Regions from separate parts of the Mus musculus genome. Here region 2 is linked to region 1. A link is a contact called in public ChIA-PET data. All regions are on one chromosome and are shown on one strand. Each heading gives the region's core, a stretch centred on a gene start, on an enhancer-like site or on the middle of the called end of the contact. The rest is flanking DNA. Distances are from core to core; before and after follow the strand shown. Region 1 holds the start of Ppp1r15a (protein phosphatase 1, regulatory subunit 15A). Region 2 holds the start of Cd37 (CD37 antigen).

Evidence for each region. ChIA-PET counts read pairs in DNA pulled down with a chosen protein or histone mark.
Region 2: an RNA polymerase II ChIA-PET map of memory CD8 T cells shows a contact between it and region 1, with 32 read pairs. The contact joins the promoter of Cd37 here to the promoter of Ppp1r15a in region 1. A contact is called at or near these places in 1 of 39 promoter capture datasets (cranial neural crest), 1 of 484 Hi-C or Micro-C datasets (embryonic stem cells), 2 of 115 datasets of contacts at active chromatin or transcription factors (effector CD8 T cells and memory CD8 T cells) and 2 of 9 other capture datasets (adipose tissue and liver).

What each region holds. Positions count from the first base shown.
Region 1 is chr7:45,522,627-45,529,859 of GRCm38.p6, forward strand. Ppp1r15a (protein phosphatase 1, regulatory subunit 15A) reads right to left here and starts at 3,642. Exons shown (of 3, transcript NM_008654.2): 1 at 3,369-3,642; 2 at 1,113-2,765; 3 at 291-696. The coding sequence starts at 2,756. The coding sequence ends at 367. It overlaps Plekha4 (pleckstrin homology domain containing, family A (phosphoinositide binding specific) member 4), which reads left to right and starts at 6,973. Exons shown (of 20, transcript NM_001381849.1): 1 at 6,973-7,233. It also overlaps a transcript of Tulp2 not described here.
Region 2 is chr7:45,236,002-45,243,234 of GRCm38.p6, forward strand. Cd37 (CD37 antigen) reads right to left here and starts at 2,838. Exons shown (of 8, transcript NM_007645.4): 1 at 2,659-2,838; 2 at 2,499-2,571; 3 at 1,159-1,283; 4 at 1,001-1,075; 5 at 114-218. The coding sequence starts at 2,727. Slc6a16 (solute carrier family 6, member 16) reads left to right here and starts at 4,752. Exons shown (of 13, transcript NM_001324535.1): 1 at 4,752-5,302.

The DNA.
Region 1 (7,233 bases), core at 2,392-4,891:
TCGTTATAACATAGATGTCGTCGTTGCACCTTGTGTATATATGCCACCCTTCCTTGTCCCTTCAATTTTTTTGAGACAGCCACACTATGTTATGCTTGTCTTGGAACCCAAGCCAGTCTCCTGCCTCAGCTTCCCAGTGCGGAGATTACTTGTGGCACCTTACATAAGGAAGTCCCTTACACAGGACTGTGTTTTAAGAGGGTCTCACTAGATCAAGTTGGTCTTAAACTAAAGTTTGGACACCATTTTTAGCCTCCCCGGAAGCTACCAATAAAGAACACACGTAAGAGTTTATCACTACAAATTAAAAGGCTTTATTTCTTATTCAAATAAATAAATAAATAAATAATAGGAAACTACTCAGGCTTAGCCCCGCCTCCCTCCCAAGTACAGGCTGGGCGAAGGGGTTTCACTGGGAAGGGGAGAGGGTGTGGTCACATCTTGGGTCAAGGGAGTGGCCTCAGAGGAAGAGCGAGGCTCGGACTGTGGAAGAGATGGGTTTCTAAGGCGTGCCCATGCTCTGGCCCTGGAATCAGGGGTAAGGTAGGGACCCAGCTTCTCCTCTGCCTGGGCAATGCGTCGAGCAAAGCGGCTTCGATCTCGTGCAAACTGCTCCCAGGGACCTCGACGGGCAGCTTGGGCTGGTCCTGCCCAGACAGCAAGGAAATGGACTGTGACTTTCTCAGCGAAGTGTACCTGGGGACGGGGACAATAAATAAAAAAGTCTGTCACGCAAAAATGTTTGGTATTTGAATAGTCACCTGCCTGCCCCTCTGATTCACTCTAAGACACAGATGTCCAGGCCACAACTACCACTCTCCCTGCCTCTTACAGGAGATTGCAAGAGAGTGAACACAGCCTTCCCAGCAGAGTTCATATGCAAGAAGTCGCAACCCATGGCTTCCCTGGAGTCTCCGCCTCCAACACACTTCCTTAGGGATTTTCAGGTCCCAGACTCTTCCTCCTCCCGACTCAGAATCTAGGCCCTTTGAATAAATTATATATTAAAGAAAAAAAAAAGGCAGTGTGGAATTCTATTGTAATCCCAGCCCTAGGACTATAAATTCCTGAGCCACAAAGTAAGCGGCTTTAGAATCTAGTCTAACACTCACCTTCCGAGCTTTTAGAGGAATCTCGGGGTCCTGATCCCGGGTGGGGGCTTTGAACAATCTGAGCCGCCTCTGCAGTCGAAGGGGCAGCTTAGGTGCAGCCCAAGGTGATTCTGGCTTCTCTCCGGGTAAATAGAAGGCCACCTGGAAGAGAGGGGGCTCTTCCCCACGTCCCTTGGTCTTCTCTCCTGGTAGACAACGCTGGGGCTGAAGGCAGGGACTCTGGCTTGAGTCAGCTGTTTCTGAGTCACCTGGGGCCACATTCTCACTGTCCTCTTCCTCTTCTGTGTCATCTTCTGTGTCCTCTCCTGGGCGATACACCCAGGCCTTCAGGAAGGGACTTGTATGTGGGGTGGCACCGGTCTGAGCTGTGTCTTCCTCAGCTGAATCCAAATCGCTGTTTTCTTCCTCTGTGTCCTCTCCTGGGCGATACACCCAGGCCTTCAGGAAGGCACTTGTATGGGGGGTGGCACCGGTCTGAGCTGTGTCTTCCTCAGCTGAATCCAAATCGCTGTTTTCTTCCTCTGTGTCCTCTCCTGGGCGATACACCCAGGCCTTCAGGAAGGCACTTGTATGGGGGGTGGCACCGGTCTGAGCTGTGTCTTCCTCAGCTGAATCCGAATCGCTGTCTTCTTCCTCTGTGTCCTCTCCTGGGCGATACACCCAGGCCTTCAGGAAGGCACTTGTATGGGGGGTGGCACCGGTCTGAGCTGTGTCTTCCTCAGCTGAATCCGAATCGCTGTTGTCTTCTTCCTCTGTGTCCTCTCCTGGGCGATACACCCAGGCCTTCAGGAAGGCATTTCCAGTACAGACAAAAGTTGTCTCAGGTCCTCCTTCCTCAGCCTCAGCATTCCGACAAGGGTGACCCTGCCCTGCCCTGTGTGCCTCTACCTTGGCTTCTCCCTCCTGCTTAGGCTTCTCTCTAGAGTAGTACTCCCAGGCTCTGGAGTGGGAGCCTGAAGAAGGAGAGTTGGAGGGGTCAGCCTTGTTTTCTGTTCCTTTTTCTTCCGTGGCTTGATGTTCTGCCTCCCCCAAGAAAGGCACAGGGGTGCTGGGTTTGTATCCCGGAGCTATGGAAGCAGCAGAAGCTTGGTAAGTCTTCACTGTTTCTCCATCCTCTTCATTCTCAGCTGGACCACCCTCCAGCTGTGATGTGGGATAAGCGGGCTCAGCCACTCCCTCTTCTCTAGCCACCACCTCCCCAAGCCTCTTATCAGCCCCTTGCAGGCCAGCGGGCTGTAGTGTGGCCTTGCCAGCTGTGCGTTCCATTTCCTTCTCTCTAAGGTCATCTTGTCCTGGCTTTGCATTGTACTCATCAACATTTGAAAGTCCCCAAGTTTCAGGAGGGGAACTTTCAGCTTCCACAAGGCAGAGCCTCTGGGCTGCTTGACTCTGTTCAGGAGATCCACTTTCTTCAGTCTCCCCATGAGGGAGGAGGTTACCAGAGACAGGGGTAGGTGTCAGCAGAGCCGCAGCTTCTATCTGATCTGCTCCTGTTACTGTTTTTGCCAGCCATGCCTCTGGGACTTCTGGGCCCCTCAGGCGGCTCCAGGCCCGACTGAGCAAGCCCATCAGTGGGGACAGGAGATAGAAGTTGTGGGCGTCCCTCCAGTGCAGGACATGCTGGGGTCTTGGGCTCGGGGCCATGTGTCTGGGCTAGAAAGGGGGGAAATTTGTTTAGAAGTCGCTCTGGGAAACAGTCTCGGGTCACAGCACTGAGTCATGGTAACAAATAGTCACAGCAGCAACACGTGAATGCCTGCCTCGAATTCCAAATAACATTGCTCACACCCAACTCTGCCACTTGGTTAATCTCTCTCAACACCCAAGCTCTACATCCTTAGAACCAAGAGCCCACACTCTTAAACCCTTCCCTTAGCCCCAGTCACAGTTCCTGGCCAGCCCTTCTCAGACCTGTAAGAGTCTGGCTTTTTAGTGACCTTTCGTTCCTCAAGCTTGTGTTCATGCCCCTAAAACCTCCCTCTGCCTACCCCTCGGACCCTGGTTATTCCTCCTGGGGTCCTTCCCTTTATTTGGCGCTATACAGATATTGCCGGTCGAGCCTCCCGGCCCCTTTCCCTTTAAACGAAGAGTGTAGACGTGGGCTCTCCTCTCTCAGACCAAATAAGCCATCTGGGCTTCTGTGCCTTTTCCCCAAACCTGGAATCGCCCTCCAGCTTGCCCCCTCAGATTCCACAACTCTCTCCAGTCTCCTCGCCAGAGAGTCCTCCCTCAAAGGCCGCCCCATCCCCCACTCACCGGCGGGCTGCACGTCACCCCGGGGGCTGAAGCGCCGGTTCTGGTTGCCAAAAGCGATCGTGGGTCCGGACTGCTCGCGAAGCCAGCGGGTTCATGTCGCCCTCAGGCGTGGGGCTCGGGGACGCAATGTTTCACAGGCTGTAGCAAAGGCTGTCCCGGCCGGCAAAGGGATGCGGGGTCGCGCGGGATATCGCATGTAATCTTCCACAAACTCAGAGCTGACTCAATCTGCGCCAACATCGTCCACGCGGCTTTTATACCCTGACGCGGCGCTGTGCTGACGTCACCGGAGAGGCGGGGTCTCGGAAGTCCCTGGGAAAGGTGGAAAGAGGAAAACAACACTGAACTTCTCGCGGAGACTCCGCGCTCTGTGAGGTCACCGCAGCTTCTCAGGCGTGCCCTAGGCTCAATCGAGAGAGCCGTCGATCTCACGTAATTTCCGAGCAAGTACGCGAACCTTATCTGGCAGTCACGTACCGTGCCATTTCCCTTTCCTTTTATTTTCTTTATTTGAGAGGCTGGGACTGGTTTCCATCTCTGTAATCCTCCTGCTACTGTCTCCAGAGTGCTAGGATTAAGGGCGTACACCAAGACTTCCGACCTTTTTTCTCCAAGCAAGAGTGACTTTTTTTTTTTTTTTTTTTTTTTTTTGGAGAGTGGGGGGGGTTCGAAACAGGATTTTTCTGAGTATCCGTGGCTGATCAGGCTGGTAGATCAGGCTGGCTTCAAACTCAATGATCCACCAGCCTCTACCTTCTAAATGTTGGGATTAAAGGTCCCAGCCACCACTCCCCTGTTAGCAATGGATTTTTATTAGAAGACAAAACACCCAATGTTTTTAAATTTTATTTATGTATTTTTTTTAAATGTAGGAGTGGTCTGTCTGCTTGTTTACCTACGTGCTAGAACAGGTCATAAGATCCCATTACAGATGGTTGTGAGCCACCTTGTGGTTACTGAGAATTGAACACAGGACCTCTGGAAGAGCAGCCAGTGTTCTTAACCACTGAGCCATCTCTCCAGCCTTTGTTTGTTTTTCCAAGACTAGTTTCTGGTTGTCCTGGAACACAACTTTGTAGACTAGGCTAGCCTAGAGCTCACTGAGATCCGATTGCCTCGGCCTCCTGATTCCCGGATTAAAGGCTGGTGAGATGGCTCAGAGAACAGTGACAGCCAGGCGTGGCGCACGCCTTTGATCCCAGCACTCAGGAGGCAGAGGCAGGTGGATTTCTGAGTTCGAGGCCAGCCTGATCTACAAAGTGAGTTCCAGGACAGCCAGGGCTATACAGAAAAACCCAGTCTCGAAAAAACAAAACAAAAACAAAAAACCAACACCCCCCCCACCCCCCGCCAGAACAGTGGCTGCTATCTCACACCTCACAGGCAAAAAAAAAAAAAAAAAAGACAAAAACCAAGATTTTCTTTTAATCTTTTTTTTTTTTTTTTTTTTTTTTTTTTTAAATTTTTTTATTTATTTTCTGTACATGAGTACACAGTAGCTGTCTTCAGACACACCAGAAGAGGGCATCAGATCCCATTACAGATGGTTGTGAGCCACCATGTGGTTGCTGGGAATTGAACTCAGGCCCTCTGGAAGAGCAGTGAGTGTTCTTAACCGCTGAGCCATCTCTCCAGCCCCCTTCTTTTAATCTTTATGTGAGTGTTTTCTCTCTCTCTCTCTCTCCCTCTCCCCCTCTCCTCTGTGTGTATATTATATATCATGTCTGTATGGTGTACAAGGAGGTCGGAAGATGGCATCTGATCTTGTAGAACTGGAGTTAAGATGTTTGTGAAGCTCCACATGGAGCAATCTGGGGACTAAATTTGGGTCCTCTGCAAAGAATAGCAAGCACTTAAGCCCTGACCCATCTTTCTGGTCCTTTAGTTGTTTTTGGTGGATCTGTCTGTTTTTTGTCTTGTTTTCAGACAGGGATTTTCAGTATAGCCCTGGCTGCCCTGAAACTCACTCTGTAGGCTAGGCTGGTCTGGAACTCACAGAAATCTACCTGCTGCTTCCTTCTGAGTGCTGAGATTAAAGGCATGTACCACCATGCCTGCCCAGTCTGTCTGTTTTGAACAGGGTCTTACAGTATGTCCACACTGTCCTGGGACTCACAGGGTAAGAATCTTGGGCAATTCTCTTCCTGTGTACAGAGGAGCATCAACCTCTTCTGAGGTCTGCCCTCATGGACCCTCCTTCTTCTATGTCTATTTTTTTTTTTTTTTTTTTTTTTTAGTGCACGTTTCTGTTTTCTTTTTTTTTGTTTTTGTTTTTGTTTTTTGTTTTTTGTTTTTTGTTTTTTGTTTTTGTCTTTGGACAGGGACCTGTGTTGTATTCCAGAAGTGCCTGGAACTTACTATGCAATCTGGGCTGAACTGAACCCGTGTAGGCCAGCTGCCCCGAACACTCAGCAGTCCTACCCAGTGTGGAGGTTACAAGAGAGTGACCTCAACACAGTGTGGAGAACCCTGCTAAACAGACTCTCTGTCTTCACAGGCAGGCATCTGCATTTTTTGAATTTGTACAAAGGTTCTGCTTTTATAATTTGAATTTCTGATTGTCCTGCATTCTCATGGGAGTGGGGGACCTCTGTTCAAATCCCAGATATAGATCCAGAGACCCAATTCCAGCCTTTTCCTCCTGGTGTGTGTGTTTGTGGAGAAGGGGGGAGGGGAGGGGAAGGAAGGAAAGGGAGGGAAGGGAAGGGAAGGGAAGGGAAGGGAAGGGAAGGGAAAAGAAAAGAAAGGAAAGGAAAGGAAGGAAAGGAAAGGAAAGGAAGGAAAGGAGAGGAAGGAAAGGGAGGAGAAGAGAAGAGAAGAGAAGAGAAGAGAAAAGTGTGTGTGTGTAGCCTGTGTGTTGTGTTTCTTTCTGGGGATGGATCCCAGGGCCTCACACCTCACACACACTGGGCAGTGCGCTCCTGGAGTTACTCTCTGAGCTCCTCATTTAGTGCTTTCTTCCTCAAAATGCACTGAGGCTCCACACCTCTCTTATAATGGGTTATCAGTCTGATCTGAGGGAAACATTTCAAACTGGCCACTTAACTCTGCCCTTGCCAGAACCCAACACTTCTAAGGCTGCCTCATCCTCCAGGACCGGTGCTGACCACTGCTGCCCCACTTGGTCAAGGCCATACTTGTGGACCGTGAGTCCTTACTTCTAACTCGTATCTTCCCAGGCTCCCACCAGCTAAGCTCTCTCCTAGCCTTCCCAGGTTTTGGGAATTGGAGATGCCATTTTTTTCTTGGGGGGGGGGGGGTTGGTTTTTTCAAGACAGGGTTTCTCTGTGTAGTCCTGGCTGTCATGGAACTCTCACTCTGTAGACCAGGCTGGCCTAGAACTCAAGGAGATGCCATTCTTTGAAAGACCTAGGACACCTCTCTCGAAGGTACCAGGAGCTCAGAACCCCAGTAACAACAAACCCATTCTGCCCTGGGGTTGCAGCCCCTCTCCAAACATAGAGGAGTCCCAGCCACAGCTTAGGGGAGCCCAATCCCTCGCTTAGCTGTGGGGGCAGCTGAGCCAGGGGTCAAGTTGTAGTGGGGAGGCCAGAAGAGGCGGGGATAGCCAGGATTGGGAGGGGAGCCGGCAGCGTGGGCGGCTGCCAGAGAGAGGGAGAGCCCAGCAGAGAGGAAAGAGAAACTGGGAGAGGGAGGAAGAGAAAAAGTGAGGAAGAGAACTTGAAAAGGAAAGGAAACAGATGTGTCTGGTCAGGGAGACAGAGGAAGAGACTAGAGTGTGGAAAGCGGAAGTAGAAGAGTGGAATGAAGTGGGGAGGGGGCAGGGGAAGTGATTAGACAGCAGCAGCAAGGTAGGGAGAGGGACTGGGAGAGGTGACATAGGCAGGGGTGGAGGAGAGGGGTA
Region 2 (7,233 bases), core at 1,588-4,087, 290 kb before region 1:
CCCACAGGCACGCAAGGCGAAGCTGAGACGTTAGAGCCCAGAGCCTAAGGAATAGTAACTAATGGTTTTGAGACGACAGGAGACTGTGAGACAGGAGACACGAGCTCACACACCTGGAACTGTGCATAGTCCCAACTCTCCTCGGCTGCTGTCTCATCCGGATTCGTGCGGTAGCTCTGGATCGTCCTCAACACCAATTCCTGCACCCTTCGCTCCAGCTGAGAGCATGTAGATGAGGCTGGGCTCAGTCACCCTGCCTGCCCCAGCCACCTCCCATGGCGTTCACCCCAGGACCATAACTTTGCCACTCTTGGGTTTTTTTCCTGATGGCAGTGACTCTCTTCCTCAGAATCTCAGAAGTGTTTCTAAGGGACTTTGGGTCTCCATTGCATCTTCTTTTTAAAAATTATCATTTAAAAATAAATTTAAAATTAATTTTCTGTAGCTCACATCTGGTCTGGTACTCCTGATCCCCCTGTCTCTATCTTGAGTGTTGGGATTACAGATACCAAGTGTTGGGGGTCGAACCAACAAACACTCAGCCAGCTGAATAAATGCTACCAAGTGGAAGTCAGTTCGTGTCTGTCTCTACCCTCCCCTCTCTCTCCAGGGTCTCTCTATGTAACCTCACCTGTCCTGGAATTTATTGTATGGGCCTATCTGACCTCATGGAGATCTGCCTGCCTCTTCCTTCAGAGCAGTGGAATTAAAGGGGTGTGCCATCACACATGACCCCCCCTTTTTTTTTTAGTCGATGTGACCTCCTTGGTCTGTTATGCTAATATGATTCTCCACCTCAGCCTGTGGGGATTGAGCACAAGCAACACTACTTCACCTTTCCCCTTCAGTCACCACATGCCTCTGTACTTCTGTGTCCGTGTGTCTTTCTCTGTGTGTTGTTCTACAGCCCAGCTTCCTGGTTGAGAGCAGCGCCCACCTGCCTTTCTCTCTCCCCGCCCCAGACCCTCCAAGCCTGGGGTAATGATGTTAGTAAACTCACCCGGACCCGCTGAGTGGAAATGAGGATGCCCAGGGTAATCTGTGTGGCAAACAGGAGCAGCAGCATTCCAAAATACTGAGGACAGAGTGGAGGGGGAGTTCAGCCCCTCGGGTCTCCCAGGGGCTGGCCCGAAACGGGGGGTGGGGAATGCCACTCACCAGGCCCAGGAGACAGCGCAGCTCCTTTAGAGCCCCCACACAGCCCAGGAGAGCCAGGGCCATGGTGAGGACACCTGAGACAGCCAGGACCTTGGACCAAGTCTGCAGTGGCACGAAGGACAAACCTGAGGTGGTGACAAGCAGTGAGAGTGGGTGGAGGAGAGGACAGCAGCTCCACTCGGCCACCCAGGAAGGCCGTGACTCTTGGATCCCCGTGTCCCTTCCTCTGAATCTGCCTGGGTGGGCCTCTGCTTCTGCCCCACGCTGAGGTGCTTTCTCCTCTCTCTCTCTCTCTCTCTCTCTCTCTCTCTCTCTCTCTCTCTCTCTCTTTCTCTCTCTCTCTCAGAGAAGATTTCTCTGTGTAACAGCCCTGGCCTTCCTGGAACTCTGTACTCTAGGTGGCCTTGAACTCACAGAGATCTGCCCACCTCTGCCTCCCAAGTGTTGGGACTAAAGACATGTGCCACCATGCCCAGCTGAATCCATTTCTTAAACTTTTTGAGGGCAAAGAAATAAAGGATCGATTTCCTGGACTTTCCTTTCCTTTCCTTTCCTTTCCTTTCCTTTCCTTTCCTTTTTTCTTTTTTCTTGAGACAGAGTCTCAGGTAACTCAGGCTGGCCTCGGACTCAGTAGCCAGGGGTAACCTGGAACCTTGTGATCTTCCCACCTACACCTCCCCATGCTGGAATGTCAGGTGTGGGCCACCACATATATCCTAGAATTGTTCTGAGCGAGGTTCGAATGAAAACGCTGTTCAATTCAGCGGTCAATGTGGTGAGTCTGAGTTGCTATGGTTTTGGTGTCCCCTCCTTAAATGGTTTCCTTGTTATTATTACTTTATTTTTGCTCTTCCCCTTCCTGGCTGTGTGACACCCAGCAAAAGACTTCCCTTCTCTGAACCTCAACAAGGGAGAGTCTCTGAGTTCCAGTCCAAAATGAGACACAGGAAGTATTTGAGAAATAGCTATTATTTCTGTTATTACTGTTCCTAACCGCGACCTCATGGTGCTGTGGTTGTTTTGGAGGCAGGACCTCATTATCCAGCCTGGGCTCCAACCCACTGTGTAGTCTAGGATGGCCTGGAACTCCTGATCTCCCACCTCCTGCGTGCTGGGATGACAGGCATGACCGGCTACATCTGCTTTACACTTCCTACTTACCAGCACACATCCAGCTTACTGGCAGTGCCAGTGGGGTGCCAGTCAGAGCTGGAGCCCTACCTGGGAAGATAGTAGCTATTGAGGGCCTCCCCAGGGCGAGTGAGATATCAGGAGATGCCTTGGGGTGGGATTCTGGGTTCAAGTCCAAAGACCCTCCCCTACTGCGCAGCCCCCCTCACCCACAAAGGACACGAAGCTGGTCTTGTCAATGAGGATCCAGGTGCCGAAGCAGAAAATCAGGCCGCCTAGTACCTAGGGGAAGAGAAGAAATGAGGCTAGGGCGGATCAAGGGCCACTGTGGCCCTGGAACCCCGGCTGGGTAGCCATGAGTAGACTCACAAAGAAGAAGAGGTTGAAAACGAAGAGGAAGTACTTGATGAGGCTGAGGCAACTCTCTTGGGCGGACATCTTCGCCTAGATGGGGAATGACCCACTCGAGAAACCCAGACAGAAGAGGTGTTGGCCGCAGGGGGGAAGGGGAATAGTGGGCAAAGAAAGACAGAGACTGAGAGGCACAAAGGAAACCGGCAGAGAAAGAGGAAGTTCCGGGGGGGTGGAGCTCCACCCCGCCCTGTTCATTTAGTGACTGTCAGCGGGGGCCCTATCTTCTTCAGGGTTCCATCGAGTGCACAGCAGTACCTGAGGGTCCTTGGAATATGTGGGTGCCAGGGACACAATGGGTTCCTCGCAGGTGTCCATAGCTCAGGCAGGGCGCACAGGGGCTTCTGATGGACTTCCACTCACGTGGGTCCTGGGACTTCAAGGTTGTTTCTGCAGAGTTCAACCTCACAGACACTCTGACCTCACTGGCTACTGGCTCCGCCCCCTGCACCCTGTGATCTTCTGCTTAGCACCCATTAGCCTCGAGCCACCGCGCTGTCTCTGCCTCTCTGTCTCTGTCTCTCTGGGCCTTTGCGGTCTCTGTCCTGTGTGTCTCTTTCCCTGGGTCTCTCTCTTTGCTCTCTTTCTTCTAGAGCAGGTGCTCCGATGTGCTTGGGGGCCAGGGTTGGACCCCTGGGGAAGTGAAAGGGCTGCAGAGGAGGTGTGACAGTCCCAGGAGTGAGGAGGGCAGCGAGGCAGTGCCTGAATATCCGGTGGAGGAAGTGAACCTCAGATGGCACTTCCTACCTCTGCGGAGAAACCTGAGGGGAGGAGGCCCCAGAAAAGCCAGGCACTGGAGTGGGGGTCACTTGAGCATACCTAGCATCTTCAAAGTTTCCTATGATGTGCCCAGAAAGAAGTCCCTGACACTTGTCAAGTCCCCAGTTCCTCACAGATTTCTAATGTGGGAAGTTCCTATCACCTATCTACCCAAAGCCTAGTTCTCTGGGACAGCAGCTGCCTTCTGAGACATGTCTCATCTATTTTCTTTCTGTATGTGTATTTGTATGTGTTAGTGTGTGTGTGTGTGTGTGTGTGTGTGTGTGTGTGTGTGTGCGCGCGCGCGCCTTTGGAGGCCAGAGGACAACATTGGAAGCTGTTCATCTTTTTTTAAAAAAATTTTAACGATGTGTGTGTGTGTGTATGTCTGCGCCACATGGTGCTTATAGAGGGCAGAAGATAGATAAATTTTCGGGACTGGGCCTCTCCTGCCACAGGCTGTGCTCCAAGGCAGGTTCTGCCATCTCCAATAAGCCAAGTAAAAGAACCAAATTTCTAGAGGAAACAGAAAAAGGTTTACACACAGTGTGGTCACATTTAGAAGGGCACAAAGCGATCTGGTGATCCCCTTCAATTCATTTTTGGGGTCCCTCACTGAGACTGAGGTGTAAATAGAAGGCTAATGTTATGCATGTCTATGCAGTCCACCATGCGGTCCTACCCACCACTGACCCACCATCGTCTGGGCTTCAACCTCAACCTGTGGTCGCCCAAGCTCTTAGAGCCGTGTGAAATCCTATTCAGGGACACGCTAACCATTGGTTGGCATCTTTTCCCTTTCCCAGCATGAGATTCCTAGGGGGAGATTCCCCTTTCTTTGTGCTTCATTGTCCCAATAATCGGACAGATAGGTTGAGACACTTAGCTTATCTTCCCTTCCTCCTGTGGGGTCTGGGATGGAACACCGTTTGGTGGCACATCTGGGCCTCTCATTTGCCAGTTTTTAATTCTTATCTGCTGTCCTTAAAATCCCTAATTGGCCTTTGTGTGTGTGTGTGTGTGTGTGTGTGTGTGTGTGTGTGTGTGTGTGTGTGTTTATTTTGCTCCTGAAAGGGAGGCGTTTAGTAATTAACAGTGGTTTGAAATCAACACGGAATAATTGTGAAGATTAAGTCTTTGCACCATTTCTGCCTGTGGCATCAAGGAATCAAAGCACTGGGGTCACACAGGGGTGGAAGGCTGCGCCCAGAGGCAAAGGCGCTGCGGCGCACGCGCAGTCAGAAGCTGCGAGCACGTGTATGTGCACGCGCACCGGAAGCGCCACAGCAAACTCCTTCGCGTGGGTAGAGGAAGGAGGCGAGACGGGAGCAATAGCGCAGAGACACAGAAAGGGCAGGGAAGGCCTCGTGGGTTCACGATGTGGGAACTGCCTTCCAGGGGGCCGGAGGGCCTGGGGAGGTCGCTAAGCTTCCATGCCGAGGCCTCCCGGACCTTTTCACCCAGACAGCCGCTGGAGAGTTCAGCGGGGATCTCGAGGCCCGGGCGGTGAGACCGACGGGGCGGCCATTGTGCTGCCCCAGGCTCTCCACAGGACGCCAGGAAGGAGGGAGGGAGGGGGGAGTCGCGAGGTCAAGGTCACCGTGCCCCCTCTCCGTCAGAACCCGGAAAACTGCCTCCTCGCTCCTCGGCTGCGCCTGCCTGAGGCCAGGCCTGAGAGTCAACCTCCCGCAACTCTTGACGGCTGCTCTATTGGGAAGGCGCCTAAGAGGCGGCAACCCGACCCGGCTTCATTTCCCGCCCGCTAGGGACAGCCACCTCCTGTTCGGAGGACTCAGGACACCAGCTTGCTTTCCCTTCTGAGGCCATAGTTCCAGGGAAGGAGGTAAAGTGAGCACAGGGGGCGTTTCCGAGGAGGCTCCTAGGGACCTGTGACAGCCACGGGCTCAGTCCTGGGGTCGGAGGGTTCAGGAGTGGCTGGGGCTGGAGCTCAGTTAGAGATCACTTGCCTAGCAGGGACAAGGCCCAAGTCCAAGTACTGACCGGAGAAATGAATACATTAAACGAGGAATCAAATCCAGCGCTCAGTTCTGCAACTGAAAGTTCCAGTTGACCGGATTGTCCAGAAAACTGTTTTCACTTCTGCTTGTTTTTAAACAAGTTCTAGTTAGGCAAATCGATCTCCTTTCACACAACTTGCCTGTTATTAAATTGTTACTATTGTCCGATGGACTACAGAGTCAGGGACAACACTATCAAAGTTTGAGATTTTTGACTTATTGTATTTGAAGAGATGACTCATTTATTTTGATATGGGCAAAATACCTAGTTGTGAAGTTTTGTGTGCCGCAGGTAAACCTCTACTTCCTCACCATGCCTATCTTTGAAAAGTTATTGCGGTCTAGTGATTGACTGATCGTTTAGATATGAGTCTCTGGTGCGTGTGCCCTGACATGTGTGGGGGTCAGAAGACAACTTGTGGGAGTTAGTTCTCTCTTGTCTTCATGTGGAGAACAGGATGGAATGTAGGTCATCAGAACTGGCAGCAAGTGCTTTTACCCACTGAGCCATCTTGTTGGCCTCAACTTGATTAGCTTTTGAGACAGGGTCTCAACTAGCCCAGGCTGGCCTAGAACACGTTGTGTGGTCAAGGATAACAAAGGACTTTATTCAAGTCCTCTCATCTCTACTTCCCAAGGACTGTGATTTCTGTCACAGGCCATCAAAACTCCTCTAATGAGATACTGGGGGTGAAACCTAGGGCCCTGTGCATTCAGGGCAAGCATTCAACCAAACGAGCTACATTCCCCAGCCCTCAGCTTGGTCAATTCCATATGCATTAAAAAACTTTTTTTTTTTTTTAAACCGGGCTGGACAGATGGGTCAGTGATTAAGAGCACTTGACTGCTCTTTCAGAAGTCCTGAGTTCAATTCCTAGCAACCACACAGTGGTTCACAGCCATCTATAACGGGATCTGATTTCCTCTTCTGATGTGCATAGAGCACTCACATAAATAAAATACATTCATTAATAAAATTAAAAACAAAACCCTTTTCTCTATTCACATCTACTCTCGTCCCCAAAGAAAAAATAAAGCCAAATTAAGAAATAATGGTAGAGAAATTTTTAAAAAAATTTGGGGGCTGGTGAGATGGCTCAGTGGGTAAGAGCACCCGACTGCTCTTCCGAAGGTCTGGAGTTCAAATCCCAGCAACCACATGGTGGCTCACAACCATCTGTAACGAGATCTGACGCCCTCTTCTGGAGTGTCTGAAGACAGCTACAGTGTACTTACATATAATGAATAAATAAATCTTAAAAAAAAAAAAAAATTTATTCTTCTCTTGTATACTACAGTCCGACCACAGTTTCTCCTCCTTCCCCTCCCTCCACTCTGAGAAGTTTCCCCCACCTCTCCTTGCCCCCAGCTCCACCCCCTATGCCCACCCCATCCCAATTTTCCTTTAGAAAATAACAGGCCTCCCAGGGACATCAACCGAACAAGATAAAATAAGACCAGGCATAAAACCTCAAGCCTGGGCAAAGAAACATAGTAGGAGGAAATGGGTCCCAAGAATAGACCATTGTCTAATATTCATTGAGTCAGAGACACCCGCTACTCCCATTGTGAGGAGTCCCCCAAAAAAAACCAAGCCAACAACCATAATACACACACACACACATATATGCAGAGGACCTAACATCATAGACTGCTTCAGAGCCCCCATGAGTCCTGCTTAGTTGGTTCTGTGGGCGGTGCTCTCCTGGTGTCCTCAACCTCACAATTCCCTTCTCCTCTTCCACAGGGTTCCCCA